Linked DNA regions of Macaca mulatta: region 2 is linked to region 1. Evidence: chromatin contacts called from public Hi-C data. All regions are on one chromosome and are shown on one strand. The core of a region is the stretch at or near the end of the contact, and the rest is flanking DNA. Distances in the headings are between cores, read along the strand shown.

Evidence for each region. A called contact is a pair of places that touch in the nucleus more often than the background predicts.
Region 2: a contact with region 1 is called in a Hi-C map of fetal cortical plate, with 2.3 times the contacts expected there. The contact joins the promoter of POLDIP3 here to the promoter of TTLL1 in region 1. A contact is called at or near these places in 2 of 14 Hi-C or Micro-C datasets (fetal cortex germinal zone and fetal cortical plate).

The regions. Positions count from the first base shown.
Region 1 is chr10:8,392,963-8,395,662 of T2T-MMU8v2.0, reverse strand. TTLL1 (TTL family tubulin polyglutamylase complex subunit L1) reads right to left here and starts at 1,434. Exons shown (of 12, transcript XR_013398913.1): 1 at 1,298-1,434.
Region 2 is chr10:8,869,341-8,872,040 of T2T-MMU8v2.0, reverse strand. POLDIP3 (DNA polymerase delta interacting protein 3) reads right to left here and starts at 1,383. Exons shown (of 9, transcript NM_001190901.2): 1 at 1,325-1,383. The coding sequence starts at 1,383. It overlaps LOC114670714 (U12 minor spliceosomal RNA), which reads left to right and starts at 1,781; the gene lies at 1,781-1,930. It also overlaps a transcript of CYB5R3 not described here.

The DNA of each region.
Region 1 (2,700 bases), core at 185-2,684:
TCTACTAAAATTTAAAAAATTAGCTGGGCATGGTGGCGCGTGCCTGTAATCGCAGCTACACAGGAGGCTGAGGCAGGAGAATCGCTTGAACCCGAGAGGCGGAGGTTGCAGTGAGCCGACATCGCGCCACTGCACTCCAGCCCGGGCAACAAAGTGAGACTCCGTCTAAAAATAAATAAATAAATAAATAAATAAATAAATAAATAAATAAAGTAATAACAATGCCAATGATGACTTCACGTTGAGCAGTGCATTCATTCACAGCGGTATTGTCACTGTCCATCTCCACGCCCGCACTGGGTGACAGTACCATGTTCCACAGTGACTGCTTACCAGTGTCTGTAATTTGAGGGCAGAGTAGGGCCCATCTTTTTGTACCGCCACAACCCGGCACCATAATGTGCTCATCAAATGTTTCCTGAGCAAAGAACCTGCTTTGCAAATGCCAAAAGGGCTAACGAGGCCGGGCGCGGTGGCTCAAGCCTGTAATCCCAGCACTTTGGGAGGCCGAGACGGGCGGATCACGAGGTCAGGAGATCGAAACCATCCTGGCTAACACGGTGAAACCCCGTCTCTATTAAGAAATACAAAAAACTAGCCGGGCGAGGTGGCGGGCGCCTGTAGTCCCAGCTACTCGGGAGCCTGAGGCCGGAGAATGGCGTGAACCCGGGAGGCGGAGCTTGCAGTGAGCTGAGATCCGGCCACTGCACTCCAGCCTGGGCGACAGAGCGAGACTCCGTCTCAAAAAAAAAAAAAAAAAGGGCTAACGAATGATAAGATACTTTCACTTCCAGAATTAATCCCCTATAATGCCCCAGCTACTCTATGGAGAGGATAACTACCTCTCCCTGCCCTCTTAGCTGATGGGGAATCAGAGAGGGGAAATGTCTTGTTCCAGTCACCTAGCGAGAAGACACAAGGCTCTTGTCTCCTGCCCTGAGTTCTCTCCACAGGTACACTGCGCCCTGCAAAAGATGCCAACAGAAACAACACAGATTGCAAATGTATGGGAAACGTGTAGGAACAATCAAAGTCTGGCAAATAATAAACATAATGATGCAATAACAACAATCGGACAGCACGAGGTAAGTCATAGGAACTCAGCGGAGGGAGAAAGGCATGGTGATTAGCGCGGGCTTCCAGGACTACGCGGATCCGGCGAGCAGTATCTGAACCGCATTTTCGCAGCCCCGTAGACATAGGCGCCCACACTCTCTCACCCATGCGCACTCGCCCGCCCGCGCGCAGCCACACCCTCGGTGCCCGGGAGGCGGCGGCCTGGGCAACAGGACCTCACCTGTGGGCTCGGAGCGCCGAGGGACTCGGAGGAGCGCCCTGCAGGGATGCCTCGAGCCGCGCCCCCGCCCCGCCTCCAGCCCCTCTCCAGCCCCTCTCCACCGCCTCTCCAGCGCTCGCAGAAGGACGCAGCCAGCTGCCAGGCGCACCGGCCCGCCCCGCCCCGCCCCGCCCCGCGCCGCACTCTACTTCCAGGGCGGCGCCCTGGCAACCCAAGACGCAACCGCCGGCGCTGCGACTACTTCCGGAGTCAGACTTGCCTGGGGCTCCTCTGAGCTTTTTGTCCCGGGCGCCCGCTATGCTCCGGGCTTAAATCCTAGGAAATGCCAGGCCATCCAACTTCGACACCTTCGGGGCCCAGAAAGGAGACTGAGAAGGGTCTGAAGCATGGGATTGAGTCTAAAAAGGAAGGTAGAGCGGTATGATGATTAGGTCCGAATCCTAGGTTCAGTCTTAATCCGCTGTTTAGCCTCTCCTACCCCCTCTACCTCAGCTTCCTTATCTGAAGAAATGGTGATGTTGGTAGCAGGCGCCTCCTAGGGTGGTCGTAAGGATAACGTGATATGCTGGACCCAGCATGGAGTCATCAACACATGGCCCACTGAAGAACACCTTGTTTCCTAAGGGTTCCTCAAAACATATTGTAAACCCCTTCCATTAGGAAGAGGCAACCTGGCCCAGTGAGGACCTTAAAACTGAAACTGGACCTGAATCTGAATCCCCTGTCCAAAAAACGACTAGCTATGTGGCTTAGGCAGAGCACTTCATTTCTCTGAACCTCAGTTTCCTTGTCTGTAAATTGGAGATAACACCTACATTGAAGGGTTGTTGGGAAGACTATTTTAAAAAATAAATAAATAAAAGGAATGTAGTTGACATAGCACATGGTAGTTGCTCAAATACTTGTTTAATTGATTCATAATAAAAGCATGTATCCCAGACAGCTCTCAGCTATAAAAGAGCACTGGAGGGCAGGGTGCGGTGGCTTAAGCCTGTTATCCCAGCACTTTGGGAGGCTGTCGTGGGTGGATGACCTGAGGTCAGGAGTTGGAGAGCAGCCTGACCAACATGGTGAAACCCCATCTCTACTAAAAATACACAATTAGCCGGGTGTGGTAGTGCATGCCTGTAATACCAGCTACTTGGAAGGTTGAGGCAGGAGAATCGCTTGAACCAGGGACTGGGAGATTGCAGCGAGCCAAGATCATGCCACTGCACTCCAGCTTGGGCAATAAGAGCGAAACTCCGTCTCGGGGGAAAAAAAGTGCGCTTGAAACTTGACAGGCAGTGGGAAAGAAGAGAAACAACAGGCTTTACATCCCTGCTCTGCTCTGATACATTATAGCTGTCTGAGTGTCAGCAAACCCACTGTATTTTTTTTTTTTTTTGAGAGGGAGTTCTGCT
Region 2 (2,700 bases), core at 134-2,633, 480 kb before region 1:
ATCCGCTGAATGGCCGGGCCTGTGGCTCACGCCTGTAATCCCAGCACTTTAGGAGGCCGAGGCGGGTAGATCACATGAGGTCAGGAGTTCGAAACCAGCATGACCAACATAGTGAAACCTCCGTCTCTACTAAAAATACAAAAATTAGCCAGGCGTGGTGGTGCACACCTGTAGTCCCAGTTACTCGGGAGGCTGAGGCAGGAGAATCGCTGGAACCGGGGAGGCGGGGGTTGCAGTGAGCAGAGACCGCACCACTGCACTCCAGCCTGGGCGACGGAGCAACACTCCGTCTCAAAAAATAAATAAAAATAAACATCTGCTGAGAAAACATATGTCTGAGAAAACAGTATCTAACATATTTACATCCTGGCTATTTACAAAGACTTAAACTTAATGCGTGTTGGGAAACTATTGGGCAAAGTTCTCACTTCTTCATACAGGTGAACTCAGCTCACAAAGACTTGAAATGACTAATAACATTTAACGGTCATGGGGAAGTTTGGGAGACATGACTGCAAATCACCTCCATGGCTCCTCACCCAGCTCAAGCACTTTCTTCTCCCTAAGGAAATAACCAATCTCCAGCCCAGCCCACTTGTTTTTCAAGCCCATGCAGGAGGCCAACTCAGCCAGCAATTAAATCGCACTCAGCCCCGCCGCTCAGTTCTCCGTGGTCTCGGGCAAGTCACTCTACCACTCCCAGCCTCAAGTTCCCCATCAGTAAAAGTGGAGTAACATGAATTGCTAGCAGACAACAGGACCGTGAAAGATCAAACGAGGCATCGTTTATACGAACAGGCTTAGAAAACTTAAGACGCCGCACAAAGGGAGGCGAGTGTTAACAGAGGCCGCGTGGACGGGGATTTGGGCTTGCGCCTCAGCTTCGGCCGTCGGAGCAAGTCACTTCCCTGCTGCTAAACTTCGGTTGCCTCAACTATAAGATAGGTGGAGACCAAGCAGCCCCGAGATCACGGAGCGGGGCCCAAATGCCAGTCCAGACAGGCCAGGGGGCTGCACCGCCGAGACTCCCGGACCCCGGAACGCGGGGGCCCTAGGGTGCAGCCCCTCAAGTCCACGAGGCGGCACCCTGTCCAGCCGCGGCCCCGTCGGCCTCCCAGGCCCGCCGGAGGGACTGCACCTCGGCCAGTGGGCGGGCGGTCGGGGCCGCTGCGGCGACGGCGGCGGCCCGGCCAATGAGGAGCGCGGCTGCTGTTGGGGGCGGGCGCACCCGGTCCTCCGCGTCGCGCCCGGGCCGCTCCCTCCCCCGCCTCGAGCTCCACTATGCCGCGGACCCGAAACCCCGAAGAAAAGAAAGGTCTCTCACCGTCCTTTCGCCACCGCCCCGCGCTTCCTGATGAGTTCGTCCAGGGAGATGTCCGCCATCTTGCTCCGCCGAGCGAGCCGAAAGCTGCCGAGACACCCCCAGCCCGCGAGCCCGCCCCTTCGGCCGCTACAGAGCGACGAACTACTTCCGACGTCCGCCGACCAACTCTCGCGACAGCCAGCTAAACGCAAGCAAGAACCGGAAGGGGCGGGGACGCTCCCCGTGAGCCTTCGCGGAGCTGGCTGCTCATCTGCATACAGAAGGTCGGCACATTATGAATTATTTATTCTCTCCGAAGAAAAAACATTAAATGAAAAGCAACAAAATAATTTCATTAACGAGTAAGACAAACTTCAATGGAAGTGGATCATTACCTCAACGGTCAACTATGATACTCATCATACGCCAAATGAGAATATGATTCATTACCTAGGAAATAAGCGTTACTGTTTCTTTATGCCTTAAACTTATGAGTAAGGAAAATAACGATTCGGGGTGACGCCCGAATCCTCACTGCTAATGTGAGACGAATTTTTGAGCGGGTAAAGGTCGCCCCTAAGGTGACCCGCCTACTTTGCGGGATGCCTGGGAGTTGCGATCTGCCCGATTCCTTTACATCTGAAAAGTAGACTGGGCGCGGGGTGGCGCAATTTCTGTTTGTTTCCGGTGCACAGTGGGTGCGTTCTCATGCCTGTTTTCTTCTCCTGCCAACGCCGCCAGTTCCTAGGGAGTCTAGTCACCGGCTGAGGACGCTCTGCACTTCGTCGCTGTCTCCAACTGCGCATTGAGTCAGTCCAAGGTTGCCCACAATATTGACGTTGTGACCCACGAAACTGGCAATTTCCATACATGCGGACTTAACCCAGTTCTCCCAAACTTCCCTGTATAACCGCTTCTCTGTGCTTCAGAAAGATATGTCCGTCCCCGGCCTCACACAGCAGCTCAGTTAATGACAGCGTGTCTTCACTTTGCTACCTTATAATGTAGTGCTCTTGGGGGTGAGAGCCGGACGACTGCCTGTCTCGCGTCCCGGTGGCGGCGTGACCGGTGGCGGCGTGACCGTCACGAGCAAAGCACTTCATCTCTCTGCCTCTGTCTTCCTAATATGTATTATGGAGCAAATAATTTATAGGGCGTTGGGAGAGTTAAAGAGACTAATTCATTTAAGTGTTAAATACAGGGAATGACTTTTGCATTGATACAACCCCAGCCTCCAGCATGCGCCAGGCATGAGGTAGGTGTTCGGCACATATTTGTCCAATCACTCTAAAAATACACTCCATGCCCTTAGAACAGATGGGGTTAAGTCCTCTTGGCCATCAGGCATCAGGAGCTCCGTACAGAAACTGGGTAAGAGGCCAGTGACGGTGGCTCAC